Regions from separate parts of the Canis lupus genome. Here region 2 is linked to region 1. A link is a contact called in public Hi-C data. All regions are on one chromosome and are shown on one strand. The core of a region is the stretch at or near the end of the contact, and the rest is flanking DNA. Distances in the headings are between cores, read along the strand shown. Region 1 has its middle 81 kb from the start of SIPA1L1. Region 2 holds the start of SIPA1L1 (signal-induced proliferation-associated 1-like protein 1).

Region 1 (2,992 bases), core at 57-2,556:
GAAAGTCACCTGATTCTAGCTATCTCTGAAACAGACTAAAGCTCTTTTGGAGACCCTAAATAAAAGTCAGGTAATTTCCCCCTTGTATGCATTGAAATATGTCTTTGAAAAAATTACTTTTCTGCAAAAAAGACAAGAAGATTGAAACCATGAAAGAGGTAGATGATTTAAAGATAAGGACACAAAGTCGACAACCAGGAGAAAATTACATGACTTGGAAACAAAGTCCAGATATCTCAGAAAGAATATTTTATATGAGGCATTTTTATGGTGGGATGGTACAAAGTGGAATAAAAGAGGACACTAGTGTATCCAGTGTCATGTGCAGGATATTTAAGTTCAAACTTGTTTCTCAGTCTCCTCCCTCTCTGTTATTGCAATATTTTGCTCATTTATCATGGAAATTAAACATGACTATTAAGGACATGGTACCTATGCTAAGTTCAAGCTACATATGCCGATCTCAGCTCTTCCTCCATTCAGTATAAATTCATTTTCCTGGACATCATGCCATATTCTAGAAATAAAAGAGAGGTAGTTAGATGAATGCTTTTTGCCCTATGCTGTATTGCTTTTCCTCTAAGACAGGAATTAGAGATGTTTCACTTATTGGTTCAGAGAGGAATGGGGCCAAGTATTTTAATGCACACACAAAAATAATTCCTTTTAACATAGACCTGTTTGATTGACTTAAAACCCTTGCGTGTAAAATCTGAACAAACAAAAGAAATGTAAAGAGATCTGCTCTAATAAGTTCAAAAGGCAAAGCAGGTGTTGGATTTAAAATTAATTGGTAATGACAAAATAGTCTATTTTACCTTCTCAGTTGCTCTATAGAGAGAACAAAAGCAAGAGGGCCTCTCTGTTTTTCTGCTCTGCCTCCTTCCCAGTGCAATCCTTTCCAGTCTTTCCAATACAACCCTCAAAATCCAGCTAAATTTCCACTCCTTCCATGTCTTCCTAGACTACTCCAGCCCTTGTCTTCAGATTTCCTGGAATTCACTGAAATGGTACAAAAAAACAGGGGTTAAAAATCTCAGACTGTGATGTCAGACCTGCAATCAACCTAGATCCTCAGTCTGCTACAGACCTGGTGCTCCACGACTCTGAAAAATGACTGTGAGGATAAAATGAAGTCATGCTTGACTAGAAGCACTCAATAAATGCCAGCTATCGTTAATATTTTATAGAGTCTCCTCCCCCTGGCTTGAAGTAACACAACATTGGGCAGATACCTGCTCAGCCTATCCCTGTTGCATTGGACAGAAGGGAATTGAAAAATGTTTTCCAAAGTGGAGAATGGTTGTGGACCGGGTTGGATAGAAAGGCCAATGGCTATAGGTCAAGGGTCATGCCATACCAGAACGGGCCTGCAGTGAGTACTCCATGAATGTAGCATGAAACATCTACAAACTTCAACTCCAGTGACTGAAAGAAACCCCAGGACCACTGTTATCAGAGAGAGAAGTTAAACAGAGGCTGTGAATGTCAACATACTGTTCAAAAGAGCACAACTAGTCAGAACTTTCTGTTTGATGACTGGCCAAACAGAAATTTGGGTCTTGCTGGAATTTCAAAATGGGCCAAACTCACAAAAATTTTATTTGTTAGATTGTAATGGTTTTGGATAGGAGAGGCAACGCTTAACATTTTTAAGGGAGCAACAGATTTTCAATCACCTAAAAGTCAGTAAATGAGTCACTTACAAAGGATCTTTATGTATTTGTTAATTGAAACAAATCTGTTAGGCCCTGGAGTGAACAATACAAGCTCACCAGCACTTGGACTTGGCATGATGGAAGTTTCTTTCTTTCTCAGGCACAAATGTTGATTGTTTATTCATGGCCAGTGGTAAGAGTCTGAACCAGAAAATGATGTAAACCAGCCTCAAAGCTCTGACTCTGTTTTCTAATAGGCAAAGTCTTAGGAAAATTACATACTCTCTCCAGGTATCAGTTTCCTCATGTGAGAAATGGGAATCATTCTCCTTACCTCGAATGGTTGCCATTAAACAAGCCAATCCATGTAAAGAACTCAGCCCAGTATTTGCCATGTAACAACTGTTCAATAAATGCAAGCAATTAGGCAATAATTATCTCACAATTCAGATTTCTTACTCTATTTCTTCAGTGTTGTCCTTAAGTGCGATTTAACCACACCTTTGCAAGAAACTTGGAGACAGTACTTGGCTGCCTACTTTTAAATAATTTGCATTTTTTTAACCAATAAATCTTCTGAATAGTGCTCTGTGGATATCAAGAATGATAAGGACAAGTGTTGTCGATGACACTGTGTAGGAGACAGAATGAGACCCATAGGTGAGGGAAATTGATATAATTTACAATTACTTATTTGAGATATCAGTTCCTCTTCCAAATTGAGTTGTTTTCCTACCCTCAGCAAAACATACTTCAATTTCTTCTCTGACTTGAGAAAACTTCTATAAATCAAATAACTACCAAATTTTCTATGCCTCTGAACTGAATCTGGGAAACCGTGAGTTATGGTGTTATGCACTGAATACGACAAGAATAAGCTCAAAGTAAGTCTCCTTAGAGAGCTTTACAGAATAGGTGTGTTTTGTATGAATTTTCAGGTGATGTCATTGCCTCACTGTCATTGTGGAGCACCAGGAGCTGTGATAGGGCCCTGAGCAGTGACGGGTTGTGCCTCTCACCTGGATCCTTTGTGAACAAGGACCCTATTGTTAGGCCACTCTCCAGGCATTTTTGCTTGTAAAAGAAAGCACAGACACTTGACCTGCACGAGGACTCAAACCTCCACATCAGCCTTATCATAAGAAGGCTCTAACCCTGAAGGCTGAAAGCCACAGCCCCTGACCGGCCCTAGTGAGCCACTTGAGAATGCAGTGAGCAAGGAAGGCGTAGTGCTCACGGTCCAGTGGGAAGGACAGCAGCTCAATGATTGGGCAAATATAAATTAATTACAATTGTAGTGAGTCCCATGAAGTACAGAGCAGTACCAGATTTTA
Region 2 (2,791 bases), core at 288-2,787, 81 kb before region 1:
CATTTCCCTCGTCCCTAGACTTAACAAACGGTGAAACGCGAGGACGTTGCAACCTGCCCCCGAGAGATTACTTGTCCACCTAGAAATGCCGTGAGGCGATGGGGGAGCCTCGCAAACCCCCTCGAGGGTCAGGAGAAGTTGGAAACAGAGGAGGCTACGGAGGAAAAGTTCTCTTGGAAGCTCGCCCGTGCCTCTCCAGCCCTCTCGAGGTTTACTCGCTCCAAGGAAAGCAGGTCGGAGCATCCCTGACTTTCGCCGCGCACCCCCAGGCACCACCCCCCATCCCACCCCCCGGGGAGAGAAATGAACCACCCGCGGGCACCGAGCCCCCTCCTGCCTTTCCCAGGACTGCACCCCTCGGCCTGTCCTTCCCGGCACAGCCTGCAACGCGCTCACCCAGGTGGCTGAAGGCGAAGGTGCCGGCGGGAGCCCGGGCCGGGGTGGGCGCAGCCGCCCCGAGCGGGCGCGGGTCTCCCGGCCTCTCCCCGAGGCGCTCCGCGGGGAGTCCCGCAGCTCCCGGCTCCGAGGGGCGTGCGCGCGCCGTGCGCGGTGCAGCCCGGACGCGCCCCCGCCGCGCCGCGCTACCGGCGAGCCAGCAGATCGGAAATAAGAACTTTGACCGGGGTCCGGGGTCCCGGGGTCCCGGGGTCCCGCTCCTGGCCCTGGCCCCGAGCACCGGCCACGAGGGCGCTGGCGGGGGCTGGGGACAGTCCTGCAGCCCCGGCTCCCCCAGCCGGGCCTCGGGTCGCGGGAGCCACTTACCGCCCTGCACGGCCTCCCGGTGCCGCCGCGCGTCCGGGGCGCGTCCGCCGCGCGCTCTCCCTGGGGAGAAAGAGAAACCGTGTGGCCGGCCGGCGCGCGCCCTCTCGCCGCCTCCTCTGCGGAGAGCCGCGGGCGGCGGGCGGCGGGCGGCGGGCGGGCGGCGGGGCCGGGGCGGGCCGGGGCGGGCGCCGAGCGCCGAGCGCCGGGCGCCGGGCGGAGGGGGGCCCGGGGAGGTGGGGGCGGAATCTGCCCAACTCCTGAGCCCGGCCCCGAGGCAGGGGAGCAGGCGGCGGGGGCCGCTTCCCCGGAGCAGGGCGGGCGGCGGTGCCCTCCCCCGTCCCCGGGCATCAACTATTGTCTGGGCGCCCCGGCCCCCGCTCACGCCGCCTCCGGAGCTCAGCGCCCCCGGTGCCGCCCGCCTGCCCCCCAGGAGGAAAAGCTGGGGTGGCTTGGGGGTCCGGAGGTCGGAGCTGGGCGCGGGGAGGGGGGGGTGCGTGCCGAGTGGGGGAGGGGACAGGTAACAGCCGCCGGGGGCGGGAAGGCCCGGGAGGACCGCTGGGGGGGAGGAAGTGGGGAGGGAGCCCCGGAGGCGGGAAGGGATGGAGTGGCCGGGGGCGGCCTCCGAAGCCCAGACCTGGCCCTCCCCTCCCGGGGACCCTCCTCCCGGGAAGTCGGCGCCGCACTGACTTTTTCGCTCACTCGCTCACGCACGCACTGAACTCGCTCACAAAGTTGCCGGCGGTGGCGGCGCCGCGCTCGCCCTTCCCTCCCCTGCACTCCCCTCGCCTCCCCGCCTCCCCGCCTCCCAGCCCCATTCCTTCCCCTCCCTCCCTCCCTCCCAAGTCTCGGGTGAGATCACCGCTGGGCCGCTCGGCACCACGCGCAAATCTCGCGAGAGAAGCGGCCGCTCGGCCCGGCCGGCGGGGGAAGTGGGAGTCGCGGAACTCCTAGTTGCTATGACGACGGCAAAGCCCTGGATTCCTGTCTCCCGCAGGGAGCCAAGACGGCGAACGTGGGTGCAGTTTTCAGCCTGCCCGCTCCCTTGCCCGACACCCTCCTGGTGGGGGAAGCGCGGCTCGAAGCGGGAGGAGGATTTTTTAGACCTATTTGAGAGAGCATCTGTAGCCCAGCGTCATGATTCTCCGGCCGGGTTTGGCAAATGGATCGCCTTAGGGTTTTTCCTCCAGAGGTTCTGGGGGGAGATTTCTGACACAGAAGCCAGCATGTATCTGTACCCCCAAATATCTACCATATATTCACTCTTTGCACCCTCCCGCCCAATCTCATCCCCCAACCACCGCTGCATAGACTCCCTCTCTCGTCCCTTGCCCCGCCCCCACCTCCCCCACCTCCACCACCAGATTGCGCTCCTCGAGGGTCAGCCTTGCTCATCTTTGTGTTCTCAGCCCTCCACAAGCTTGGTAACATAGCAGGTATTTACTTAACGTCCACTGAGGGCAGAAAATGAGTGTGGCAGCCTGCAAGTGTCCTCATTACTTTGCTTTCACTACCCACCCCCACCCCCACCCCCACCCCACCCCCGTAGAGTATGTACCTACTTAGGCCTAGAATATGTTTCTGCTCCACAGCCATGTTTTTTTTTAATAATAAATTTATTTTTTATTGGTGTTCAATTTACTAACATACAGAATAACCCCCAGTGCCCGTCACCCATTCACTCCCACCCCCCGCCCTCCTCCCCTTCCACCACCCCTAGTTCCTTTCCCAGAGTTAGAAGTCTTTATGTTCTTACTCCATTACTGTCTGTTTCTGTTCACATAGAATATGTCCTTTTCAGTAGTTAGAGTCCTTCCTTTCTCCAACTTTGTCTCAGAAAAACCCTGGGGTGCTGGGATCCCTGGGTGGCTCAGCAGTTTAGCACCTGCCTTCAGCTCAGGGCGTGATCCTGGGGTCCTGGGATCGAGTCCCACATTGGGCTCCCTGTGTGCAGCCTGCTTCTCCCTCTGCCTGTGTCTCTGCCTCTCTCTCTCTCTCTCTTCTCTCTCTCTCCCTCCGTGTCTCTCATGAA

What was found. A called contact is a pair of places that touch in the nucleus more often than the background predicts.
Region 2: a contact with region 1 is called in a Hi-C map of liver, with 2.7 times the contacts expected there. The contact joins the promoter of SIPA1L1 here to the enhancer-like site in region 1. A contact is called at or near these places in 2 of 9 Hi-C or Micro-C datasets (amygdala and liver).

The regions. Positions count from the first base shown.
Region 1 is chr8:45,080,540-45,083,531 of UU_Cfam_GSD_1.0, reverse strand. No RefSeq gene overlaps it. Among named protein-coding and RNA genes, the nearest start is that of SIPA1L1, 81 kb to the left of the region's middle. Within about 2 kb of position 1,306, at least 1 of the 20 cell types and tissues checked has an H3K27ac peak or open chromatin away from gene starts, as enhancers often do. A contact at or near this core is called in liver, where this site is marked.
Region 2 is chr8:45,161,635-45,164,425 of UU_Cfam_GSD_1.0, reverse strand. SIPA1L1 (signal-induced proliferation-associated 1-like protein 1) reads right to left here and starts at 1,537. Exons shown (of 27, transcript XM_038545140.1): 1 at 1,450-1,537; 2 at 763-822. It overlaps LOC119872893 (a long non-coding RNA gene), which reads left to right and starts at 5. Exons shown (of 2, transcript XR_005363501.1): 1 at 5-233.